Regions from separate parts of the Macaca mulatta genome. Here region 1 is linked to region 2. A link is a contact called in public Hi-C data. All regions are on one chromosome and are shown on one strand. The core of a region is the stretch at or near the end of the contact, and the rest is flanking DNA. Distances in the headings are between cores, read along the strand shown.

Region 1 (6,187 bases), core at 199-2,698, 43 kb before region 2:
GTGTTATTGGAGTATGATTGGAGGTGGAGTGAAAAAGGAAGTAGATCTCGCGTTCATGGGGCTGCTGAGGAGCCCAAATGAGCACTATAGAGGCCTGGCTTGGTTGGGTGAGATGGAGAAATTCAAGACCTTTTTTTTTTTTTTTTTTTTTTTTTTGAGACGGAGTCTCGCTCTGTCACCCGGGCTGGAGTGCAGTGGCCGGATCTCAGCTCACTACAAGCTCCGCCTCCCGGGTTTACGCCATTCTCCTGCCTCAGCCTCCCGAGTAGCTGGGACTACAGGCGCCCGCCAACTCACCCGGCTAGTTTTTTGTATTTTTTAGTAGAGACGGGGTTTCACTGTGTTAGCCAGGATGGTCTCGATCTCCTGACCTCGTGATCCACCCGTCTTGGCCTCCCAAAGTGAAGACCTATTTTTGAGACAGTATACCCAGACATTTAATTAATTAAAAATAATCGTATCCATTATTGGGAGTAAGAATGCTAATAGAAACAGTAACAGCAGTGGCAAAAGTAACTACACAAGCAGAATTGGAAAACCACCAAGATGGTAAGGCCATACAGTACAGCAGTGTCTTACTAACACGGTTGTGGGCGTCCCCACTCCTCCTCTTCCTCCTCCTCCAGCTCCTCTTCCACGTCTTCCTCCAGCTCCTGCTCCTCTTTCTCTTCCAGTACCTCCTCAGCCCCTTCTCCTCTTCCAAACCCTCCTCCCTCCTCCGCTCCCAGCCCCTCCTCCTCCTCCAGCCCCTCCTCCTCCTCGCGCAGACCCTCCTCCTCCAGCCCCTCCTCCTCCAACCCCTCCTCCTCCTCGCGCAGACCCTCCTCCTCCAGCCCCTCCTCCTCCAAACCTCCTCCTCCTCGCGCAGACCCTCACCATCCAGCCCCTCCTCCTCCAACCCCTCCTCAAGCTCCTCCACCTCCAGACCCTCCTCCTCCAGCCCCTCCTCCTCCAGCCCCTTCTCCTCCAGCTCTTCCTCCAACCCCTCCTCCTCCAGCCCCTCCTCCTCCAGCCCTTCCTCCTCCAGCCCCTCCTTCTTCAGCCCCTTCTCCTCTAGCCCCTCCTCCAGCCCCTCCTCCTCCAGCCCCTTCTCCTCCAGCTCTTCCTCCAACCCCTCCTCCTCCAGCCCCTCCTCCTCCAGCTCTTCCTCCAACCCCTCCTCCTCCAGCCCCTCCTCCTCCAGCCCTTCCTCCTCCAGCCCCTCCTTGTTCAGCCCCTTCTCCTCTAGCCCCTCCTCCAGCCCCTCCTCCTCCAGCCCCTTCTCCTCCAGCTCTTCCTCCAACCCCTCCTCCTCCAGCCCCTCCTCCTCCAGCCCTTCCTCCTCCAGCCCCTCCTTCTTCAGCCCCTTCTCCTCTAGCCCCTCCTCCAGCCCCTCCTCCTCCAGCCCCTCCTCCTCCAGCCCCTTCTCCTTGTCCAGACCCTCGCCATCCAGCCCCTCCTCCTCCAGCCCCACCTCCTCCTCTTCCAGTTCCTACTCCGGGCGGGCCCGGCCCGGCCTCCCGGAGCGATCGATGGCTCGGGCTCGTCGCACCCGCCTGCCCAGCCTCTGCGCTCGGCTCGCCAGGCCTGCGGCGCTACCATGGAGACACGGCCCCGCGGCCCCAGGCCCCGCCCTGGGAGCCCTGCAGCGCCTCGCCCCGCTGCCCGCGTCTCCGAGGCCCACGACGCGCGGTGACTGGGGTGGGCGACGTGGGGGACCCGGGGATGCGGGCGGACGATAGGGGACTGGAGGATGGGGCGACCCAGAGCGCGTGGGGTCTGGGGCACGGGGATGGGGGCCGCGGGCCATGCGACTGGGGCCCCAGGGTGCGCGCAGGCGGGGGGGACGCGCAATGGGGGCTCGGGACGCTGAGGCTGACCCAGCGCGGGTATCCCAGGACGGGAGGTCCCTGACGCTGCGCAGCTGGGAGGGCGTTCGGGAGTGGGTTGCGATGCTTCCCTGTTCGTTTTCTCCTGACATCGTTTTTGTTTGGGTCCAGGGGCCTCCCGGGAGCTGGATGCTCGGAGCAGAAAGGCGGCCCTGGGGGCCCCTTCCGGTCCCGGGGCTGACGCCTGGCGGCGTCGCCGAGAACCCGCGCCCTTTCAAGCGCCGCTGGCTCCTGTTTCACAGATGGAGACCCTGAAGCCCCAACAAGCAGCCTCCCCAGCACCGCCCAGTGACTGAAAAAGCTGGCACTGGGCGCCCGTCTCACTCCCCACCCAGCTCCCAGGCTGCCCCACCGGACGTAAGTAGCTCGATCTAGGCCGCTGACCCCCAGACAGTTGATGCTGCGCTGTAGACTGCCGCCGCTGCCGGGGCGCTTGACTTCCCCTCGCCTGACTGCATGTTCGTTCCTTTGCAGCAGCATCTTTGGGGAGAGACGAGACCTGAACAGACGCTGGGGCCGGATCCCCAGGGTGGGTCAGAACAGCCGCTGCCCTGAAAGCCGGCTCGGACAGATGCGTGCAGGGCGTGCCACCGGAGCTCCTTGCAGCTTGCGTCTGGGGCCACCATGTCCCTTCCTCAGGGCGCTGGATCCATCTCTTCAAACTCAGTGGTCCAGGCCATGGTGGCAGAATCACCCCCCAGGGTGTGACGCCACGTCCTTATCAATTCCACACAGCTGCACCCGGAAGAGCTGTGGCTGGGCGCCGCTCTGACCTGTGTGCGGTCCCCTGAATGGGTCTCAGGTGTCTTCAGAATGGCGAGGCCGCCTCATTTCCTCGCCACACAACCCTCCTGAGGACGCTGCCTGCAAATGGGCTGAATTCCTAATTTCTACCATTCAGTTAAACGAGGGATCCTTAAACCCCAAAGCTGGGAAAGCTGTCCGTTAATTTAGTGCGAAGCCTGTGGCAGCTGTCCACTCGTGGGCCATCTCAGAACAGCAGGATTCCCAGGAGTCCAGCAGGACAGGGGAGGGGATGAGTGGCCGCGTCCCCCTGGCAGAGAAGGCCTTGTCTGAAGGCTACGCCCGCCTCCGGTACAGGGACACCTCCTTGCTCATCTGGCAGCAGCAACAGCAGAAGTTGGAGTCTGTGCCTCCCGGGACATACCTGAGCAGGAGCCGAAGCATGTGGTACTCACAGTATGGAAATGAGGCCATCTTGGTCCGAGACAAAAACAAGCTCGAGGTCTCCAGGGACACAGGGCAGTCCAAGTTTTGCGCAATCATGTAATTCCCATGTGAGCACCTGAGCCCAGGACCACTCTTCAAGGAAAACAGACATGGGTTTCATTCAGTTGTCTTGATTTCTAATCCTTGCTGGAAGATTTTGAATAATGAATGTGAAGATCAAACCGTGGCGTAAGAACCCAAGCAGCAAAGAATCTGCCCCCGAGTCCCTTAGCACAGCCGCGGTGTGACTGGTGCACAGGACACTTCCCCTCTAGAGTCCCCTCAGTTACTAGTCAGCTGTTTCGACATTCAAATTCTCCAGGTGCTGCTAGGGACGGCATAGGCCTGGGCACTGCTAGATGCTTGGTTTAACCAAGCCAAGAGTAACCCTCCCATCCCTGTTATAAACCACCTTTTCAAGTTTGTATAGGTTTTAGTTTTTTGTTTTTAGCATAAATGGCGGAGTAGCAGCAGCATCTCACTGGGAGCTTTGTCGCACTTACATTTTGTTGCTTGCTTTTTGAGACAGGGTCTCACTCTGTTGCCCAGGCTGGACTGCAGTGGTACGATCACAGCTCACTGTAGGTTCGATCTCATGGGCTCAGGTGATCTTCCCAAACTCAGCTTCCCAGGTAGCTGTGGCTCCAGGCGAACTACTGTGTATAGAGACAGGGTTTCCCTATGTTGCCCAGGCTGGTCTTACACTCCTGGGCTCAAGCCTCCCATGGTGCTGGGATTACAGGCGTGGGCCACCGCACCAAGCCCGCATTTATATTTTGAGTTACCAAAATGATCGTCCTGTGTGAAGCATCATGGTAGCTTCCAAGCATTTGCGGCCCACCGGCCAGTGCCTCCAAAACACATTCAGGAAACCTGAGAGTTGTAAGTTGCACATGTGTGGCGTACAGTGATTTCCATGTAGTAACAGGGCTGAGCAAGGCAGGCTCTCCGTCAGACTTAAAGCATTCAGCCTCTGCCCCCAGGCCGCCACTGACGTGTTCACTGTCGCTGCCACAGCTGGCCACCTGTGTGTTCAGTCTCCATGAAGGATTCACCCTCTGCTCTGACATCTCCTTGGCTACACAAATGTGCAGGTGTCTCTTGTCAAAGCTAATTTTTCTTTTCTAAATAAACATCCTTTAATACACTGCTCCCCTTCCTCACGTTATTTTTATCCTTGTTCGTAATATGCTACTTGGCTTCCCATTTTTTATAGCAGTAATATCTAATTGATTGCTAAAAACTGCAATACAGAAAGGCATAAAGCAAAGCAAAAGTGCTCTCCCTGGGGAGAAGCTGGCTGGCAGCTGGGGGCGTGTCCCGTAGCTCCTCAGTGTGCGTACACGGTCACGTGATTCTGACGGCGTCCTCCTGTACCATGCCTCTTGTGTCTGCCATTTTCTTTCTTGCCCAACTGTACAGACTGGGCATTCACTTCATGCTTTTTTGTTTGTTTTTTTGAGACAGAGTCACTGTGTTGCCCAGGCTGGAGTGCAATGGTGCAATCTCAGCTCACTGCAACCTCTGCCTCCTGGGTTCAGGTGATTCTCCTGCCTCAGCCTCCTGAGTAGCTGGACTTACAGGTGCCTGCCACCACGCCCAGCTAATTTTTGTATTTTTAGTAGAGACAGGGTTTCACCATGTTGGCCAGGCTGGTTTCAACCTCCCAATCTCAGGTGATATGCCTGCCTCGGCCTCCCAAAGTACTGGGATTACAGGTGTGAGCCACCGCACCCGGCCCACTTCATGCTTTTAACCTCTGACTCGCAGCTCTCCCGTGAGTCCACAGATGGGCAGTGACAGCGTCGAAGTTGTCATCTGTGCAAACAGCATGTTCTGAATGTGCCTGTACTCGGTTCGTGCTTCTCTTTGCAGCTGTGCAAGTTCATTCGCAAACATCCTAGAAGTGGAACTGCTGGGTCAAAGTGCATTCCCCAAACGTCCTGCCAGAGGCCTGGTCGGCAGCAGCCTCCTGCACTGCCTGGGTCCTTTCTGAGAGATTCCTGGCTTGTTTGCAGCCTGCGGCTGGGAGGTTTGAAGTCAGACTTCCAGGATTGCAGAATGGAGCTGCAGAGTGAGTAAGCATGGGGCTGGAGGACCTGCCCCGCTAGCTGACACACCCACAGCAAGGCGGGCCTGCCAAGGAAGCACTACACATCCACTAGGTAGGGTTTGTCTACATCTTTTTAGTTCTTCAGTTTAAGTCCTGCCTGGGAAGAAAGCAAACTCCAGAGGCAAATCTGGAATGCCTGTGGGCCACCTTCTCACCGCACCACAGACTCCCCCGAGGATGGGTTGTGGCGGGGTTGATGCCAAGCATAGGAGGCAGCGCTGACACGCAGAATGGGATCTGAGATCATGTGCAGCGCTGGGAGGATGTGTGCTCAAGGGCCAGTCTCTGCAGGGGTCAGGGCATGTGGGCCATGCACAAGCCAGCTGGCACTAAGCTGCTTAGGCTGCAGGAAGACACCATCTGCCTGGGGCGGACAAGGCCCCATGTCCATCCTCAAGGAGGCTAGTCTGGATAAGGGTCACAATCTGGCCAAGAGTGACACCGTGCCCCCTGACTCCATCTGGGGTCGAGTTGGACAGGTCCTCAGGCCTAGACGTGGGCCCAGCCAGAATCTTCTCCCCTGGAATGTCTCCTCCAGGCCTAGTTCCAGAGCTGTCATTCTTCAGTGAGCCGTGCTGCACGCCAGCCTCTGCAGTCTGGCAGTTAAACCTATGAAAATCTGCTTTTGGGATTTTATTTGCATGTCCCTTAGGACTGAGCGCATCACAGGAAGCCACTTCAGGATGGACTGAGGTGCAGAGGGAGGGGACAAGTGGCCAGGTCAACTAGAAGAGCACAGAACCTGGCCGTCTCGAAGAGGGCAGCTTGTTCCAGGGAACCAATGAACTGTCAGTAAAGGGGATCGTAGCTTCCTAGTGAGGCCAGAAATGATGCTCCCTTCATCCTGCCAGGGCACAGGACAAGGGCTACTTAATGGTTTGGTTATTATTATTTTTTTGGGAGAGGTGGTCCAGGCTGGAGTGCAGTGATGCAATCACGGCTTTACTGCAGCCTCAAACTCCTAGCCTCAGGCCAT
Region 2 (5,853 bases), core at 1,580-4,079:
ATTCAAAGCTCACTCACTTCCGACGCAGGCGCGAGTTGTCAAAGGAAAGTAATTACTCTGCTTTCTAAAAACAAAACAAAAATAAAAACGCAGTGACTGCCCACCCGGAGAAAGCTTTTGAAATCCCTCCTCCCCGGATGTCCCAGCGGCAGGGCTCAGGCTGGAGCTGCTCCCACAGTCTTTCCAGGCACCCGGTGCCCTGCTGAGGCACCCGGCCTCCGAGGCTACCGGTAAGGTCAGAAAGAAACGCCCCGGCTCGCTGTCCCATCACAGCGAGTGCCTTATCTTTCTTGATCAGTAACGACCAGCACACATCAAGGCCTCAACAGAGAAAACGGCAAACACAGACCTTTATTTGCAAATGAGAGGCTGCATCAGGGCTGCCAGGGAAGGACCCGGGAGGGAGGTGTCCCTAACCCATAAGGCCAGCCCCTTGCAGGGATTTAGACCTTCCTTAGACCCCGTTGGAAGCCAGTAACAAACTACTTTCCGCAGAAAAATGCCACACAACTTTGCACAGATTTCAGAATCTCCCCGGGTCCACTGCATGGACCCAGGAAGAAACCCTCCATTTTAAAGTAAAGAGTAGGCCGGGCACGGTGGCTCAAGCCTGTAATCCCAGCACTTTGGGAGGCCGAGATGGGCGGATCACGAGGTCAGGAGATCGAGACCATGCTGGCTAACACGGTGAAACCCCGTCTCTACTAAAAAATACAAAAAATTAGCCGGGCGAGGTGGCGGGCGCCTGTAGTCCCAGCTACTTGGGAGGCTGAGGCAGGAGAATGGCGTGAACCCGGGAGGCGGAGCTTGCAGTGAGCTGAGATCCGGCCACTGCACTCCAGCCTGGGTGACAGAGCGAGACTCCATCTCAAAAAAAAAAAAAAAAAAAAAAAAGTAAAGTAAAGAGTAAGGGGAAAAGGCTACAAAAGAGCAGGGAAAGAGAAAATTCTTTTCCTCTTCTGTTTCTTCTCACAGGGGAGGGCGGGGGAGGACGGAACACACGAAGCTGTCTCTTGCAGTTCCAGTCCAATTACTCTGCCCACCAATGCACTACAGTCTCCCCTCCTGGTTAACTTTTGTAGACAATGGCCAAGTTTAATCTGAGGAGGAGAAACCCCAGCTATATATTTCTGAGCAGAAAGCTTTCAACCAAAATTAAGGATCGCAACCACTCAAGGACTGGGTCCAATGGAGGAACTCACACGATGGACGCCAGGTCCCTGCCCCCGGTGGGTCTCGGCGGGCCGAGTTCTGGGACGCCCGCCTTCGAGGGAAAGGAGGCCGCGCGAAGCCCCCATCCCGGCCCTGCCCCCATACGAGCAACCGGTGGAATGAGACTTCCCGCACGCCCCAGCTTTATTCACAGGGAGCCCACCAGGGCCATGTGGGTGTACAAGGTTCGGGGTGCGCATTTCTCCCCGGATGGGCTTGTATCACGTTGTCACTCCGGCGGCCCCCAAAAGTGGGAAGGAGGGGAAGCACCCCCGACCCTCCCGCTCCAACTCGCCCTCGCCCGGATTAAGCTATTTTCAGGCTGATTTCAAAACGGGAACTGGGTCTCCCCCTGGTTTGGGTGCAATAATCCGACAACTCAGGGGGGCTCAAAGTCAGCTCTGGGCCCGTAACTCTGGGAGGAGGCCGCGCAGAGCCCAGGCCCGAGCCCAGCCTTGCCCCCCGCCCCGGCAGCGGCGCGCGGCGACGGTCCCCAGGCGCGGGCCCCAGCAACGGCTCTGGAGAGAGGCCGGCGGGACAGGCGCGGGGAAAGTGGCGCCGCGGAGCGCACGGCCGCAGGCCGGGGCCGCCGCGCGCACCTTCCCCCTCCGCGTCCTCCCTGGGTTCCCCCCTTCGAAAGATGGCGGGCGGAGGAAAGGGGGAAAAAAATCCCTTCCGTGAGGGAGGGCGCGCGGAGGCCGGGCTGGCGCGGGGCGCGCGGGCCGCGCCAACTCCGGGCTGCGCGCCCCGGCCGCAGCGACGCCCCCGAGTCCGGGACGGAGGCGGCCAGGCGGGAGCGGGCGGAGGGGAGCGGAGTCCGCGCCGCCGCCGCCGCCGCTACCGCCGCCGCGACCCCGGGCGGCCGCCGCGCTTTGTTGCATCGTGGCCGCGCACAAAGGCGGCGGCAGCGGCGGCCCCGGGCTCCCGGTTCCCCCGGACGCGCCGGCGGCCTGCGCGGGGCGCTCGGGCCGCGCTCCCCGGCCCGGCCCGACCCGCCGCCGCCCGCGCCGCCCGCCGCCCCGCGCGCGCAAGGAAGCAAGAGAAAGGCGTACTTGGCCTCGCGGCTCCAGCGGCCGTCCCCTCCCGGCCCGCGCGGCCGGCTCCTCTTTGGCTCGCCGGCCCCGGCAGCATAATAGACGCGCCGGAGCCGAGCAGGGCTCATGCGCTACGCCGCGGCGCCTGGCGGGAGTCGTAGTCCGCGGCCGGGCCCGCGTCGGGGCCGCCCAGGGGAGGCCGCAGAGCGCGGACTACATGTCCCGGCCCCGCCGGCGCCGCGCCCCGCCCCGCGCGCCCCCGCCCGCCCCGCCGACCCGGCCGAGAGCGGGCCTGGCCCGGGGGGCGCGCGGGGGCGGGGCCCGAGCCCGCCCGGCAGGGCAGCAACGGTGGGACCCCGTGGGCCGTTCCCCGCCCGGGCCCGCGCGGCTCTCCCCACCCCGTGTCGGGGACGGCGCCTGGCGGCGGATTTTCCGGTACCCCAGGACGGCGTGGAAGAAGCGGGAATGCAGCCAGCACCGCGGCCCCCGCCAGGGCACCCCGGGGCCCACGGGAGTCACCCTCGAACCCCGGCCGCGCACGGGCGGGGCGGCGCGCACCTGCCGGGAGCCCGTGTTTGTAAACAAACCGCGCGCCTAATTAGCCTGTCGGGAGCGCGCGCGCGGGGCGGGGGCGGGGGGCGGGGCGTCGGCGCGCGCCGGCAGGTCGGCCCCGCCCGGGGAGGAGCCGCGCTCAGCCGCGCCCTCCGTGTCCCCATCTCCCCAACCCCTGACTTGCTGGGCCGCGGGCGCCCAAGTTCGCTGTGGCTGGAGAGGGCGCCAAGTCCCCAGAGCTGGCGAAGAGTTAGGGGTGTCCCCAGCTCTGCCTGGGGACATTCTCGCCCCAAGCCCCAGTTTCCCCATCTGCCCAGTGAGGGGCAGCAACTAGATACCAGGTTCCCAGGCTGAGATTCTGGGAGAGGGCCACCCCGGCCCTTTTTCTGTATCTTGAAAGGTTCAGCCCGTGGACGCGTTTTGTATCTTGTTTTGGGTGATGACCACTTGCGTTTACACATAAATCAATTTCGTTTGTTTGTTTGAGAAGTAGTTTCGCTCTCGTCACCCAGGCTGGAGTGCTGTAGTGCAGTGGCTCGATCTCGGCTCACTGCAACGTCCACTTCCCGGGTCCAAGCGATTCTCTTGGCTCAGCCTCCCGAGTAGCTGAGATTACAGGCACCCGCCACCACGCCCGGCTAATTTTTATATTTTTTAAGTAGAAACGGGGTTTCACCATGTTGGCCAGGCTGGTCTCAAACTCCTGACCTCAGATGATCCACCCACCTCGCCCTCCCAAAGTGCTGGGATTACAAGCGTGAGCCACTGCACCAGGCCACATAAATCAATTTTAATCCAGCTGTAACTTAAGGTGGTTACACGTTGTGTATATTGACCCCAATAAAAAAGTCAAAAACAAAACAAGATTCCTCGGTGCCTGCTGAACCTGCCAACTGCAAGGTCGAGTTTCTTTGTGTGGGCTGGACCCACCCCAAGCTCCTGGGGTCCCCAGGTGTATTCCAAGTTGAGCAGCAGCTCCACTGCCTGGAATGCACACATCTATGCAATATTCACAAAGTGAGTGCCAGCATAGAGACAATTCAACCCCATGCACACCCAGAAGGCAGGTGTTCTGTTCCAGGCTGACAGGCTCAGTGAGGCAAAGGGTCCTGCCCAAGGTCATGAAGCCAATTTGCAGGAAGGCTGAGACCCCAAAGCCCTGGGGTCTTAGGATGAGTTTGCAGGAGAAGCCAGCACCTTTCCTAGCCCTGCCCCTCTGTTTCTGCTGGGAGCCCAGGACCTTCTTACACCCCAGGACTCTAGGACAAGGTTCCAGCCGTGACTTTCTAGTTGGCAAAATGGACAAAGTGCAGTCCTCAAGCACAGGAAGGTTGGCGAGGGGGAATGTGGGAGGTGAGGATCTGCAGGCAGGTCCCTTAGAACTACCATCTTGGGCCGGGCGCGGTGGCTCAAGCCTGTAATCCCAGAACTTTGGGAGGCCAAGACGGGTGGATCACGAGGTCAGGAGATCGAGACCATCCTGGCTAACATGGTGAAACCCCGTCTCTACTAAAAAATACAAAAAAAAAAAAAAACTAGCCGGGCGAGGTGGCGGGCGCCTGTAGTCCCAGCTACTCGGGAAGCTGAGGCAGGAGAATGGCATGAACCTGGGAGGCGGAGCTTGCAGTGAGCTGAGATCCGGCCACTGCGTTCCAGCCTGGGCAACAGAGCAAGACTCCGTCTCAAAAAAAAAAAAAAAAAAAGAACTACCATCCTGGTTGTGTCCCCAAAGCCCCAGTGTAGTTCCTCAAACTACAGGCTTCTGTGTTAGCCACCTTGGAGGCTGCAGCCCATTCCTGCTGTCTGCATCTCATCTCCTTGGGTATCTTGAGCACTCTGGCCACCAGGATGGCCACTCACCACCTACACAGACCCCACTGCACTCCTTCCGAGGCCAGAACAAAAAGCCTTTCCCCCTGGTCTTGACCTCAAGGAGCCCAGGTGCATGCGCACAGCAGGCTGCCCTGACCAGCCAGCATGTCTGAGGCTGCTGACCAAATGCCCCCAACCCTGATGGGCCTCCCACTGCCCTAAGATGACCCCCAGGAGTATGGCAGGAACCCAGGCCCTCCCTGGGCACTGGCTCAGATGGAAGAATCAAGGTCCCCCTTCTTTCCCTTCCCACTGCCCACCCACTCATGAGTGGCCTGGATGGTTCCATGGAGCCAGTGTTCCTGAGGCTGGAGAAGTCTCTAGGAAGCAGAATCTGTAAGGGAACAGGACAGAAACTCTCATGTGAGCATCTCAGCCCCTGTGCTACTATCTCTGAGGACTAGTTTAGGGGCCACAGTGGCAAACAGCTGAAAGTCAGCAAGGCTGCCATTGAGAAGGGATTTGGGGTGGCTCTGTGGTCCCCTCCAGCCCCCAACCAGCCCATCATCCTCTCCCTTCCTAGCCTCAGGCTCTTGGAGTTTCACCCTCTGGTACTGCTGAGTTTCCCAAGTGAAGCCACTTAATCTCCCCGACCCAGGTTTCCTCCCCTGTCACAGGAGGATAAAAATAGAACCTGATCTCGCAGCTCTGGGAAGGGAGCGGGGTGTGTGCAAAGGCTGGGACTGTGATCGGGAGCAGGCCGCTGCCTTTGCCTCCTTGGCCATCACTCACCTCTCTACCTTGACGTTTTACTTCCTGAGCCTCCTTGTGGACCCTCTCACAGCTCCGTGACAGCAGAGCACCTCGTCCATGAGATATCCCTAAACATCCTTCAACGGTATCTGGTACCTAGTGGGTGCTCAATACATAGTTGTTGAATGAATAAATGTTCTCTTCCGCACCTCTGTCCTGCCCTCCAGCCTCTATTTGCAAACCTCAGTGTAGCCCAGGATCTACCAGTGAAACAGCCACGTGCTCACAACTAAAGGAGGCCCCAGAGCCAGGCTCCAGCCAATACAGGAGCCAGGGCCTTAGCTGCCTCCTCCTCCTTCACCCATAATGCCCCCTAAGGCAGCAGTCTCCAGCCTTTCTGGCACCAGGGACCATGGAAGACCATTTTTCCATGGATGAGTGGGGACGGATAATGGTTTTGGAATCAAACTGTTCCATCTCAGATCATCAG

The links. A called contact is a pair of places that touch in the nucleus more often than the background predicts.
Region 1: a contact with region 2 is called in a Hi-C map of CD4 T cells, with 2.8 times the contacts expected there. The contact joins the promoter of BRD3OS here to the promoter of BRD3 in region 2. A contact is called at or near these places in 4 of 14 Hi-C or Micro-C datasets (CD4 T cells, cortical neurons, fetal cortex germinal zone and 1 more).

What each region holds. Positions count from the first base shown.
Region 1 is chr15:8,489,181-8,495,367 of T2T-MMU8v2.0, reverse strand. BRD3OS (BRD3 opposite strand) reads left to right here and starts at 1,448. Exons shown (of 4, transcript XM_077967209.1): 1 at 1,448-1,671; 2 at 1,980-2,225; 3 at 2,343-3,420; 4 at 4,974-6,187. The coding sequence starts at 1,512. The coding sequence ends at 2,164. It overlaps LOC114672698 (a long non-coding RNA gene), which reads right to left and starts at 731. Exons shown (of 3, transcript XR_013405315.1): 1 at 584-731.
Region 2 is chr15:8,447,527-8,453,379 of T2T-MMU8v2.0, reverse strand. It overlaps BRD3 (bromodomain containing 3), which reads right to left and starts at 2,829. Exons shown (of 12, transcript NM_001194118.2): 1 at 2,805-2,829.